Regions from separate parts of the Ovis canadensis genome. Here region 1 is linked to region 2. A link is a contact called in public Hi-C data. All regions are on one chromosome and are shown on one strand. The core of a region is the stretch at or near the end of the contact, and the rest is flanking DNA. Distances in the headings are between cores, read along the strand shown. Region 1 has its middle 9.6 kb from the start of IER5L. Region 2 has its middle 14 kb from the start of C3H9orf50.

What was found. A called contact is a pair of places that touch in the nucleus more often than the background predicts.
Region 1: a contact with region 2 is called in a Hi-C map of lung, with 3 times the contacts expected there. The contact joins two enhancer-like sites. A contact is called at or near these places in 2 of 2 Hi-C or Micro-C datasets (fibroblasts and lung).

The regions. Positions count from the first base shown.
Region 1 is chr3:7,319,052-7,325,852 of ARS-UI_OviCan_v2, forward strand. No RefSeq gene overlaps it. Among named protein-coding and RNA genes, the nearest start is that of IER5L, 9.6 kb to the left of the region's middle. Within about 2 kb of position 4,385, the one cell type or tissue checked has open chromatin away from gene starts, as enhancers often do. A contact at or near this core is called in fibroblasts, where this site is marked.
Region 2 is chr3:6,926,196-6,932,992 of ARS-UI_OviCan_v2, forward strand. No RefSeq gene overlaps it. Among named protein-coding and RNA genes, the nearest start is that of C3H9orf50, 14 kb to the left of the region's middle. Within about 2 kb of position 2,831, the one cell type or tissue checked has open chromatin away from gene starts, as enhancers often do. A contact at or near this core is called in fibroblasts, where this site is marked.

The DNA.
Region 1 (6,801 bases), core at 3,135-5,634, 390 kb after region 2:
TGAACTGACTGGAGCCAGCATGGGAGGAAGTGGGATTTCTTCGTTCATGGCACTCAGCTGTACAGTGGGCAGAGATGGAGCAGGCTTCAGGTACAACTGGATTCAGGGACAAACCTCCAGATGCTCTCTCTGCCTCCTGTGACTTTCTTTTCTGCACTGGGCACCCACTCTCCTACTGGAGACCCATTTCTCCTGACAGCAGCTCTGGCTTCCCATCCCACATCTTCGCCACCCAAGAATGGCTATCCTCTTCTCTTGTCAGCTCAGAAGATCTCAGGGAAAGACCATGTCCTGTCCCAAACCTGGAGCAGAGTTAGAGGGTGGTTGGTCGCCCCTGCTGAAATCTCACAGACAGAGAAGGAGCTCTCTTCTCAGAAAATGGGTACTCTACTCAAGAAAGTGACAGACCAAAGATGTCCTCCAGAAAGAGGAAGTTAAAGGAGGCATTTTCATGTGGGACTTGGGGAGACCCAGGGCACAGGCATGGGTGCTTCAGGGCCTGGGTGATTAAATGCAGCCAACACAGCTCTGGAAAAAAATACTCGCCTTGCTCCTCGCCAGGATAATGAGGCCACAGGGCCATCTAATTCTTCCCAGGGCTGCCACTCAGGAATCACCAGGGGAGGGGAGGCTGCAGGCCCCGGGGCAGGGACATTGACAAGAGCCACCCTCGGGGGACTAGGGCAGTGGGTACCTGCAAGGAGGCCTAAGTGGAGGAACTTGGCTGGAGCTCATACACGATTCCCCCTGGCACTCCCAGACCCAGCTGAAAAGGCTTTGAAGGGAGGCCAAGGTGCTGGCCAGCAGAATGGAGAGGGACACGCTGAAATTAACATGCCCGCCTGTACACCCCCAGCTGGCAGGGCCCAGGGACATCTGGGGAACAGGTAACATTATCGATCACATGTGCAGACGAAACCAACGGAACAGAAGCTGGAAAATACTGCAACAGTTGAAAGGTGGAGAGAATACAGATGACCTTTGCTTCACCATTGCACATTTCTGTGTTTTCCAAATTTTCTACAATGAGCATGTATCACTTTTATATTTAGAAGAAAAAAATTAACGCCACATTTTTCAGAGGAAAAAAATGTGATGTGACAGGTGCTATCACCAGTGTTCAGCATGCTACAGAGCAGAGTGCAGGGAGCAGGGCTATTCAACCTTTCTGAGGCAGGCTCAACCCCTGAGAACAGAGCTCTCGACCAAGAGGCCTTGGCTCCCCAGAATTTAGCATGCCGCATTCTGCCTCTGCCAAGAGACTGTGAGACAAAAAGACAAACCCCAGAGAGGCATTCTGGAGGGAGCCTTGCTTGTCCTCACCTCTGACCCCTGTCCCAACTCTGCCCCATCCTTCCCATCAATCATCACAGAATGTTTTGCTCAGAATTTTGCTAGATTACCTGGCCAGGTGGGTAGTTAAGAGGGAAAGGCTCAGGAAGTGTCTTCAGTGACTTAAGCTGAAACTAAAGACAAAGTGGCAAAGCTCAGCACAAAGGTCTGTGGACTAGGAGTCTGGAAACCCAGGGGCAGACTCTGGCTTGGCCATAGGCTTGGCTTGGGACCTGGGATGAGTTGTTTTCCTAGCCGGCCCACATTCCCAGGTCTGAAGGGATAGAGTGGGAGGAGACAAGGAAGGTCTGAATCCAATGTTGACACTCCAAATATAGACAAAAGAACCATTGCTTCCAGCCTTCTGATGTCTAATCACAGTAAGAAAACCGCTGGTGGCAAGATCAGACTCCACATCTACGCACGAGAATGGCCACCTGCCTCTGTCACTGACTCATTCAAGAAATGCATGTACTCACCCATTCATTCAAATATATTGAGTACCTGTATATGCCAGGCCTTGTGCTAGGCACTGAGGATGTGGCATGAACAAGGCAGAGAAGCACCCTGCTTTTATGGAGCTTATGTGCTAATGGAGAGACAGACAATAAGTAAGTGAACCACTGAACGCTGAGATGAGTGTTGTGGGAAAATGAAACAGTGAAGAGCTGGCAGCATCACTTTAAATCTGGTGATCGGAGAGGGCGATACATGAGCTGAGATCTGAATAGATCAGCTGTATTAGTCAGTATAGGATAAGCTCTGCTGCGGTAACACATTAATCCCCCAATCTCAGCAGTTCAACACAACTTAGATTAATTTCTTGACCATGCAAAGGCCAGCCGAATGGGACAACTCTCCGGGATGCTTCCCCCCACACAGTGGCTCAGCAGCGATTCAAGAGTTGGATTATTCTGCAAGGGAAGGAATTCTCCTCACTTAACGCTCACAGCCCATTGGCCAGAATTAGCCCCATGACCCCGCCTAACTGCAAGGGGCCTGGGAAAGAGAAGTGAAGTGCCGATGGGTGACCCCTAGAAATCTCTACCACACTAGCTGGGTGAACAATGAGGGAAGAGCATTCCAGGCAGAGGGACTAAACACAGGAACTCATTGGCATGTTGGAACTGGAAGATGGCTCTCAAGAGGCAGAGGGCCACGGGCAGAGTGGCAGGAGGTGGGACCAGAGGAAGGCAGGGATGGGAGGATTCAGCTGTCACCCAAGAAGGGGCTTCTTGGAACACCTGGCACACAGCAAGCACTCAAGAAATGGGAGTGATTATTGGTGTTATAGAAAATTCCTGCCTTCCCCCAGGGCAATGGTGGGGAGGGGGTGGGGGGGACAGAAGGAGGGGATAAACCAGTATAACAACAGTCTGGGGCAGCTGTTCCAACCAGTTTGCCTGGTGATCCGGAGAGGCTGAGCTTTGTCCTTCTTTCCAATGGACGGAGGAGGGTGGGAGGGGTGTCCTAGGGCAATACACCAGTTTCCTGTGAGACATCCCCTCCCTGGAAGTTAGTAATATCAAATGAGAGAATGTGGACCAGCATGCAAGGACCAAGCACCAGAGGGCTTCCTGGGGCCACCTCCCCAAGAGGGGGGCCTGTCCAAAGGCGGGACTTGTCGTTCTAAGTTCAGCCACTGGAGCCACACCGACCTGGTTACACACGGGGCTTTGCCACTTTCTAGGTGACACTAGGCTCTTCGAGGCCCTTTTTCAAGTCTCCAAACCCTTGTCTGCACAGTGAGGATGCTTGTGAGCACCCACCTATGCTGTGAGCCTTCTACAGCCCCGCGCCTGCCATACAGCCAGCGCCCAATAAACCAGAGTTGCGATATCATCACTGGTCAGCTCCGCTCAGACAATACACGCCCTCTGCAAAACGCAGGACACTTTTTCTACTGACTCCTGTTGAACAAAACTGATTACCTAAGAAGTAACAAGATGCACCTTTATCCAGAGAGACTCAGTCAAGATCTTTTCACTGCTGGGACTGCAGAAGGCGAGTTAAACTCTGGTGGATTTTTCTGGGTCTTTCCACAAATTGGCACGTGTGTCTTCAAAGAGGTTAACCTCCAGTGAGGTGTCTGGATACCTTCGAGGCCTGGCTACACCTGACAGTCAACAGTCACTCGGTGCAGGTTTAACGACTTCATTCAGGATGTAGGCTTGGTGATGGAATGAACAAAGGGATGGGTTCAGGGAGCGGGTTAAAGGAGAAATAGTGGGTGAGGGATGATCTGCTCACCCTCCCCCAGTCAACCCCTTCCCCACCCCCAACCCTTGGGTCTCTAACTCCTCCCCCACTCTGCCCCCGCCAACCCAATCATTTCCTGATGTTTCTTAAACACTCCCTAGAGCCTTTCTCACTTTCCTTCCCTGGCTCCCAGACACCCTCCAGGCCACACACACACACACACACACACACACACATACATCCCTCACCCCAGGGGGGAACGTGAGGGTCTCCTTTGACACCCACGTCAACCAGCCTGAGGAAGGTTGGAACCCTGAGGAATAAAGCTTCCCTTTGTTGGGACAAAGAATGGGCCGTCTAACTCAGATAAAGGACCCGGCCGAGAACAGAACATGTCCATTCGGGGAGGGGGCAGTCAGATCTCTGCGTGACTCACAGGCATTTTGGGGATTGTGCTGATCAGTCCTGTCTGACTCTTTTGCGACCCATGGACTGCAGCACGCTAGGCTTCCCTATCCTTCACTGTCTCCGGGAGTTTGCTCAGACTCATGTCCACTGAGTCAGTGATGCCATCTAACCATCTGGATGGATGGACAGTTCCAAACGCTTTAAGCCAAGCAAGAAGTCCAGGTAACCAGATTCTCAGGCCTGGATCCTCTCCTCTGCAGGTCCCCCCTTATGCAGGCCTCAGAAACTCAATCGAAGCTAACTGAAGCGAAAAAAAAGTCACTGGCTCAGGAACTGGAAAGTCCATCTTGTTTTAGCTCCAGGCACAGCTGGACCCAGAGGCTCACATGATGTCACCAGGGCTCACTCACAGTCTCTTGGCATTTCCTGTCTCTTTTTGGCCTTTTCTTGGGTTTTCTCTGGGGCGTGAGCAAGAGTGCCACCAGCCAGGGCCAGCTCCACCAGCACATGACCAGTACAGTCACCACCAGGGTCCCACGTTCAAAAGACTCCAGGCCTGGGGTGTCACGCCCTGCTGTCCTGATGGGGCTTAACATTTATGCCGTCCTGAAAGCCATAATCATTTTGACTTTGAATCTGCGTTTTGCAAGTGAAATGTGATGAGACAATGAACCATGAGCTGAGGGCTTGAAATTTCAACTCCCTTGCCATCCTGCCTCCTGGTACCTCCTTGCCTCCCTGGAAGAGGTTCTCTGCCCCTGACTCCCCTATCTCTGGCCCCTGGCCCTGCCTGGCATCCCCTCTCATGTGACCACTGCTCCCCTTCACCCTGGGAACAGACAGGGAGGTTGGGGTCAGGCTACATGCCCAGCAGCGCCACAGGGCATGGTGACAGTGCTTGCTACCCTGGGTTGGAAGCACCAAGACCCATCTAGAAACCAACCAGAGACTGTGACTAGGAGGAGGCGAGCCTCTTACCTACCCTCTATCCAGGGACTGAAGTGTGTGTGTAGTGGGGGGGTGGGGGGGAGGTCATCCCTCTGCTGGAGGTTGAGATGAGTCATGTTGTGGGGGTGGTGCCTAGATCCAAGCTCTGATCAGAACTCAGCACATCAGCCTGCTGGTTGGTGGAAGGAGTAATTCAGTAACTGTCAGGCCCAAGAGAGGCAGGAAACACACACGTCACGCATGGCCTGGTGGAGGGATGTCTGCGAGGTTCTGCAATATCCCCTCAGCCACTCCCCTGGCCTGGGGGATCCTCTCCTCCTATGTGTGTGCGTGTGTGTTAGTTGCTCAGTCGTGTCCAACTCTGCAACCCCGGGGACTGTAGCCCATCAGGCTCCTCTGTCCACGGGATTCTCCAGGCAAGAATACTGGAGTGGGTAGCCATTCCCTTCTCCAGGGGATCTTCCCAACCCAGGGATCAAACTTGGGTCTCCTGCATTGCAGGCGGATTCTTTACCATCTGAGCCACCAAGGAAGCCCTCTCTCCTCCCATAACCTTCTTGAATCTGGTTTGTATCTGTCTTTTCCGGCCATGTCAAGGTACCATCAAGGACTAGCCACAAAATACAAATTGTGTAACTTGTGTTACACGAATTAACTGCTCTAATATTTGCATTTTAAACTGGTATTGCACAGTATGAAGATGAATGGTAAAAATTCATGCTAATCACTTAACATTTTTATTCTTTCCTTACTTAGAATGACATGCTGCTGCTGCTAAGTCACTTCAGTCATGTCCAACTCTGTGCGACCCCATAGACAGCAGCCCACCAGGCTCTGCCGTCCCTGGGATTCTCCAGGCAAGAACACTGGAGTGGGTTGCCATTTCCTTCTCCAGTGCATGAAAGTGAAAAGTGAAAGTGAAGTCGCTCAGTCGTGTCTGACTCTGAGCGACCCCATGGACTGCAGCCCACCAGGCTCCTCCGTCCATGGGATTCTCAGGCAAGAGTACTGGAGTGGGGTGCCAGTGCCTTCCCCGAGAATGACATAGCAGATAGAAAAAAAAAAAAGCCACCACAACAAGTTGAGAGCCTGTGGAAGGAAGGAAAAGTGTTCTAGCTACTGCTAGTGGTACTTTTTCTTGCTTTTTGAGCAGGGGATCCTGCATATGTATTTTGCACTGGGCCCACAATTACACCACTGGCCCTTCCATTAGCAGCCCCAGGATAACTTTTCCCCAGCTTAGCAACTTTGGCAGAAGGGGCATCTTCCCATGGCTCCAACAGGAAGTACCAGGGATGCCACTCATTGGCGCAGTCTGGGTCAGGTGCTCATCCCTGAACCAATCACAGCTGATGGGGAGCCAGGAGCCCTCTGATTGGCCAGGTCTGGGCATGTGTCCATCTCTAAGATTAAGGGGATTGGTCAGCCCACTTCAGCCCCTTTCCATAGGTTCTCCATAGGGAAGAGGGATTCTATTCCCAGAGGAATGATGGCTGCACAGCTACCAATCCCTGATATCCGTCCTCTCACCTGTCTTGCTTAGCGTGAAAAACAAAACCCCCAAAATATCAGCTGGGCAGAGTGCAATTTAGTTCTACTCTCCTGGCTCGTAACTGCCCAGTCTCCTTTGTGGAGCCCAAATGGCAACCCACTCCAGCATTCTTGCCTGGAGAATCCCCATGGACAGGAGCCTGGCGGGCTACAGTCCATGGGGTAGCAAAGAGTCGGACACGACTGAGCGACTAACACTTTCACTTTCTCCTCTTCCTTGAAATGAGGGGAGGCTCTGGACTCAGACCTTGGCCCCCTTCTCTTTCCTGTCACATTCTCCCAGCGAAACTCATTCAGTCCCATCGACCTGCTGAAAACTCCATCTCCAGCTGGGACCTTTATCCCGAATGCAACCCAGAGGTC
Region 2 (6,797 bases), core at 1,581-4,080:
ATAGAAAAAAGCAAGAGAATTCCAGAAAAACATCTGCTTCATCAACTACACTAAAGCCTTTGACTGTGTGAATCACAACAAGCTGTGGAAAATTCTTAAAGAGATGGGAATAGCAGACCTCTTTACCTGCCACCTAGGACATCTGTATGCAGATCAAGAAGCAATAGTTTAAACTGTTCAAAACTGGGAAGGGAGTATGTGAATGCTATATATTGTCACTCTGCTTATGTAACTTATATGCAGAGTACATCATGTGAAATGCTGGGCTGGATGAAGCACAAGCTGGAATCAAAGATTGCCGGGAGAAATATCAATAACCTCAGATATGCAGATGACACTACCCTTATGGCAGAAAGTGAAGTGAATTGAAGTCGCTCAGTTTTGTCTGACTCTTTGCGACCCCATGGACTGTAGCCCATCAGGCTCCTCAGTCCATGGAATTTTCCAGGCAAGAATACTAGAGTGGGTTGCCATTTCCTTCTCCAGCTTTGGGATAGGGGGTTGCTAAGCATTGCCGGCAGAAAGTGAAGAGGAACTAAAGAGCCTCTTGATGAAAGTGAAGGAGGAGAGTGAAAAAACTGCTTTAAAACTCAACATTCAAAAAAACTAAGATCATGGCATCCAGTCCCATCATTTCATGACAAATAGATGGGAAAATAATGGAAACAGTGAGAGATTTTATTTTCCTGGGCTTCAAAATCACTGCAGATGGTGACTGCAGCCATGAAGTTAAAAGACGCTTGCTCCTTGGAAGAAAAGCTATGACAAACCTAGACACATATTAAAAAGCAGAGACATTACTTTACTGACAAAGTTCTGTATAGTCAAAGCTGTGGTTTTTCCAGTAGTCAGTTGGATCATAAAGAAAGCTGAGTGCCAAAGAATTGATACTTGTAAACTGTGGGAAGACTCTTGAGAGTCCCTTGGACTGCAAGGAGATCAAACCAGTCAATCCTAAAGGAAATCAGTCTTGAATATTCATTGGAAGGACTGATGCTGAAGCTCCAATACTTTTGGCCACCTAAGGCAAAGAACTGACTCATTGGAAAAGACCGTGATGCTGGGAAAGATTGAAGGCAGGAGAAGGGAACAACAGAGGATGAGATGGTTGGATGAAATGGTCCATCAACGACTTGATGGATATGAGTTTGAGCAAGCTCGGAGAGTTGGTGATGATCAGGGAAGCCTGGTGTGCTGCAGTCCGTGGGCTTGGAGAGTTGGAGACTGAACGGAGAGGCTGCTTGTGGGACTCCCTGGTAGGGGCAGGGCGTCCAGACTGTGGCGGAAGGGAGCCTTCCCCAGGCCAGGTTTTCACTGTCTGGTCCCTGGAGGGCAAGCATCTGGGTGGGCAGGGGCCAGATGTTTCTCTCCTGGTTGGGGCTGGGGGTGGTACTGGGAGTGGAGTGTTTGGACTCACATCAGGAGGTGGTGAAGGACAAGGTGGCAGGAACCGCCTGGAGTCCTCCTGACGCTGCACTGACCCATCAGCGCCACCTCTTTCTGCCTGTGTGCCAGGTTTGGCCCTGCCACGCACCTGCATGCCCGCCACTGGGCAGAGTTCAACCCCCTCTCCTTCCTGAAGCCGCGCTGTGGCTCCAATCCCTCGCCAAGGCCAGCGTCGAGGTCTCTTTCGCCACCTCCTGGCCACCGAGGAAACAGCCTCGGAACCCACACCCAGTGGCTGCACTGCTGAGGAGGAAGGGATGGAATGTGGGCTGGACGGGCCGCGGGGTTCGTGGGACCAGGATGGGTTGTGGATGGAGGAGGGCGCTGTTTTCTTTCTTTTTTTATTAATTGAAGGATAATTGCTTTGTAGAATTTTGCTGTTTTCTGTCAAACGTCAACATGAATCAGCCATAAGTATACATGTATCCCCTCCCTTTTGAACCTCCCTCCCACCTCCTTCCCCATCCCACCCCTCTAGGTTGACAGAGAGCCCCTGTTAGAGTTTCCTGAGCCAGACAGCAAATTCCCGCTTGGCTATCTATTTTACATATGGTAATAGAAGTTGAGGGTGCTGTTTGGAACAGGCTTTGCCTCCACAAAGGGGTCAGTTCAGTTCAGTTCAGTCTCTCAGTCCTGTCTGACTCTTTGCGACCCCAAGGACTGCAGCACACCAGGCCTCCTTGTCCACCACCAACTCCCGGAGTTTACTTAGACTCATGTCCATTGAGTCGGTGATGCCATCCAACCATCTCATCCTCTGTCATCCCCTTCTCCTCCTGCCTTCAATGTTTCCCAGCATCAGGGTCTTTGCCAATGAATCAGTTCTTCGCATCAGGTGGCCAAAGTATTGGAGTTTCAGCTTCAGCATCAGTCCTTCCAGTGAACACCCAGGACTGATTTCCTTTAGACTGGACTGGCTGGATCTCCTTGCAGACTAAGGGACTCTCAAGTCACGGATCTACAAACCCTGTGGGGGATGGGACCACAGGGGGATTGCAATCCCTGGGATGACTTAATCTCTCCCATCCCCACTCCCTGACTTGCACGCCCTCCCACTCCACTAGCAGTGGTTCTGTTTCCTGGAGAGCCTGCGACTCCAAAAGGAGGCTTGCTTCTACTACACCTCCTCCTCTTGGCCTTTGAGCAGGCCAAGCTCACCGGCTCCGAGCCTCAGTATGTACCCCCCGCAGAGTCGCCGCGGACCGCGCCCCCCCCCCCCCCCCCCCCCCCGGCAACCCGCCAAGGAGGCCACCGGCTGCAGCGCCGCGCCGCGCCCACGCGGGGGCAGTGTTGGCCTGGCTTTGGCGCCGCCCGGCGCGGCCGAAACTTCTCAGCCTCTTGCTCAAGGGTCGGAAACTTTTCCCCTCGCGCGGCGCTGGCGCCTGGCGTCCTGCCCCCTGCGCAAGCTCTCCGCGCCGGACCGCGGACCGGGACCCCGGGGGACTCTCCCAACCCCCTCCCCCAACGACTCTTTCTCGTTTTTTGTCGTTAAAGAAAAAATCTGCTTAAGCTTGCAACAACGGGGTCAGCCGCGAGCACTGGAGATGGAGTCCCGCGTGCAGAGCACGGGGGCAGGAGTCGGGGTGTCGGGGACCCCTAGAGCTGGCGGCGGGGACCCGGCGGGCGGCCACGCGGGGTCCCGCAGCCCGGCTTGTCGGGGACCCCTCCGCTCCTCGCCCCCACCCCGCCACGCCCCGCCTCGCATCCCTTCCGCTCGCATCGTCCTCCTCCCCCGGGGCCCCCCTCCAGCCTTCCATTTCTTCCTTCCCTCTCCGCGTTCTCGTCCTCTCTCCTGTCTCCCTCCTCCACAGACACGGATTCTGTGTCAAGAGGACCTTGAGCGGCCCCGAGCCTCCCCTCCTGCCACTGCCAGCAGAAACGCAGGGACACACGGGGACAGCCGCGGACAGGCGCCTGCGCGCGCGCGCGCGCACACACACACACACACACACATGCACATAAACACACGCATCGCACACGCACAGACACATCACACACACAGGCACCACATCCCAAGACCCACACCACACAGTTAGAAACCCCACATAACGGAACACCCACATACCCTCCCACGGTTGGGGATCTGCCAGCGACCGCACCCCCACCTTCTGGGTGCACTTGTTGCCTGGGAGGCCGCAGATGCAGCCCCCACCGCAGTCCTCTGTAGACCTTTCCAGCAGGCCCCTGCCCCTCTGCACACAGAGCTTGGACGTGGGGTGACTAAGAAGGGGGAGGGAGGGAGGGACTTGCTTCAGGGAGGGGAGCGACCCCTCCCCAGGGCCCCCAGCGGGGTCCTTCTGGCTGGTACATTTCCACTCAGGGCTGGCACGTGGCCAGTCCCTCCTGGGCTCCAGGGAGCTGCACGGCTGGAAGGCCCCCCGGAAGCAGCTGTGGCTGGAGCTGGCCGCCCCTCCACCTCTTGCTCCCACAACCGCAGATCCCCTGAATCTCCAGAGGGTGGGGCAAGGCAGGTGGGCCACCCTCCACCCCACACACTGGTCTCTTCCGGTTCCTGTCTGCCCTCCTCAATCTGAGCCATAGTAGCACCCACCTCATTCCACCCCCTACCCTGGACCGCCTGCCTGGGCTGTGGGTAGACCTGTGCCAAACCAGGCCTGGCGCACGGAGCTGCGGCTAGCTTGAAGGCTGGTGGGGAGGGAGGAACGCTCCCAACCCAGCGCAGAAGGAGGTGATGGGAGAAGCAGGAAAAGCACCCCTCCTTTCTCCTGGGGTCCCCCGTCACTGGGCCTCTTCACCCCCTGGAGGGCATCTTCTTAGCAAATAAGGAAACTGAGGCCCAGGGAAGTTACGGGGTCTTGTCCAGGCCGTGCCTACCGCTGGAACTGGAGCCAGGTCCACATGTGTCCCAGACCAGAGCCCCTTCCCCCCACTGCCACCCTCCCTCCACCCCCTCCACCTCACCATCACCACCACCAACCCAACCCCCCCCCCCACCAACCTCCCCACCCTGGACCTTCTCTCACAACCATTCCTTGTTGGGAAACCAAAACCCAGAGAGGCTCATCGATTTCTCAAGGTCACTTTGTTTTTAAGTGTTGGAGTCAGGATTCAAATTCAGCAGGAAGAGAGGCCAACATGGGATCCTGGGCCTTCCTCTCCCCGGGGGCAAGCAGGGTGGTCTGGAGCCCCTTCCTGCCCTGGGGTCTGTCCTCCAGCACTGGGGTCCCTGGGAGGCAGGGAGAACCCCGGCAAGGCCAGGGCGGGAGAAATGTATTGGAAGGTGGCGTTTGGGGAGGCTATGGAGACTGGCTAGTGACAGGGCTGGAGCAAAGGGTCCTGAGAGCTAGAGTCTCAAGAATTCCCTAGAAGGCGGGGCTGGGCCCACGGGGAGGCTGTGGGCCACGGGGAAGCGGGGGATGGGAGTGCTGACCCCAGGCAGGGTCAGAGAGGCAGTGGGAGTCTGAGTGTCAGGGTGGAGCCACGGAGACGCAGAACCCAGAACCCGAGAGAGCCTGCCTGCACGGGACTCCAGGGATATGAGCTGTCCCAGGGGCTCTTTCCCTTTCATCTGCAGGCAGTTCGTTGAGTACCTACTGTGCGCCACACTCATGTTGGGCCCTGAGCGCACAGTGGGCACCACACGTGCAGCCCTGCCGTCCGGAGGCTACAGTCTGCTGGGGACATGGACTCAAGTGGACGATTGCAGGACACAGTGACAGATGCTACGTGGGGAGGCCCAGGGCTTTGGGGGCACAGGGGAGGAACCTAACCCACTGTTTGGGGCACTGGGAGGACACCTGGGCCTTGTGACGACAGGGAGGTAGAGGTGTGGTCAGACATAGAGGACCAGGGGGCGGGGCAGGGAGGCGAATGCTGTGGGCCTTGCGTCAAGGCTGGTGGCACTCTTAGCACGGGCTGGCGGGGGCGGGGGGAGTGGCAGGGGCCCAGGAGGGCTGTTGACGAGGCAGGGGGAAGGCCAGCATTTCCCCAGCCGAGATAGACACACACCCTCCCTGCGCGTGGAGCTGCCCACTGCTCATTCCAACTGCTTCTGTCTCTGCCATTTATCCCAGCCCACCGTGTCCTCCCATCCCCTCGTATTCCTGTCTTTTGGGGTCCTGTTGTCATTCCCTCCCAAATATGCCCCAACTGACAGATGGTCTGCAGCTTCCAGGGGCTCCTGCCGAAGGCCATCGAACCCTTCCACGGAGACAATGCATGCTGCCACCTCCAAGCAGCCCCCCAAGCCTCAACCTTCCCCTGTAAACAGCCTCAGGAAAAGGGGTGATGCTGATAATGGTCACTGTGCCATTTGCACTCATCAGAGCCAGCTTCGGATGCTGGGTGGGGGTCAGAGCCAGAAGCAGAGACTGGACGCATCAGATGGGGTTCTGGAACCCTCTTCAATAGTGGAACTGGGACCCAAAGAGCCAGGGGCAGCTCATCTGCCGTCTCCCATCATGAGGCCTTGGGGACCCTTAATGACTCACCCGCCAGGGTTTCCTGGGTTTATTGTCTGCACCTGGCAGTTCTGGGGACTGTGGTGACGCCCGCGAGTTCCCAGGGAGCCCCCATCTGGCTCTGGGCTGGCTTCCAGCTCCCCCAGCTGCAGGGCCCAGCAAACCTCGAAGAACCCTCTTCCAGGAACCTGCTGGCCCAGGCAGCTCGGAGCCCCTGGAGCGTGTTCTCCAGGGGGCGGTGCCTCCCACAGCCATTCCACAGTGTTAACCAGGGTGACCAGGAATCCACGTGAGTGAAACAGACCTGGGCCCTGCCCTCATGAAGCTCAGAGGCCACTGGGGACCCCAGAGGCATAGTGACAAAGCTACTGAGCAGGTCCTTGTACAGACATTGATCCAAAGACTGCCATGCGTCGAGCTTCCTGATCCGTGAAGGAGGGTGCCGCTCCCTGAAGTAGGCACGCCCTTAGCTCCATATGTGTGTGTGTTAGTCGCTCAGTCGTGTCCCACTCTTTGCGACCCCATGGACTGTAGCCCACCAGGCTCCTCTGTCCATGGGATTCTCCAGGCAAGAGTACTGGAGTGGGTTGCCATTCTCTTCTCCAGGGGATCTTCCTGAGCCAGCGATCAAATGTGGGTCTCCTGCATCGCAGGTGGATTCTTTACCGTTTGAGCCACCAGGGAAGCACCCTTAACTCCATATTAAAGATGAAAAAACCAGGGCACAGGGAGGATAAGCCACTTTCCCAGAGTCGCACAGCTGGGCTCCAGATAAGAGGTCCATGAGAAGCGCTGTGATGAGGGAGGCGCAGGAAGGTTGCAGGGAAGCACGGGGCAGCCGCCGCCTCGAGGTGGAGGCTTCCCCTTCCAGAAAAACTGGCCCCAGCTTTCCTCTGGCCCAAAGGGGAAGGCCCAGGAGGGCAGGGCTGC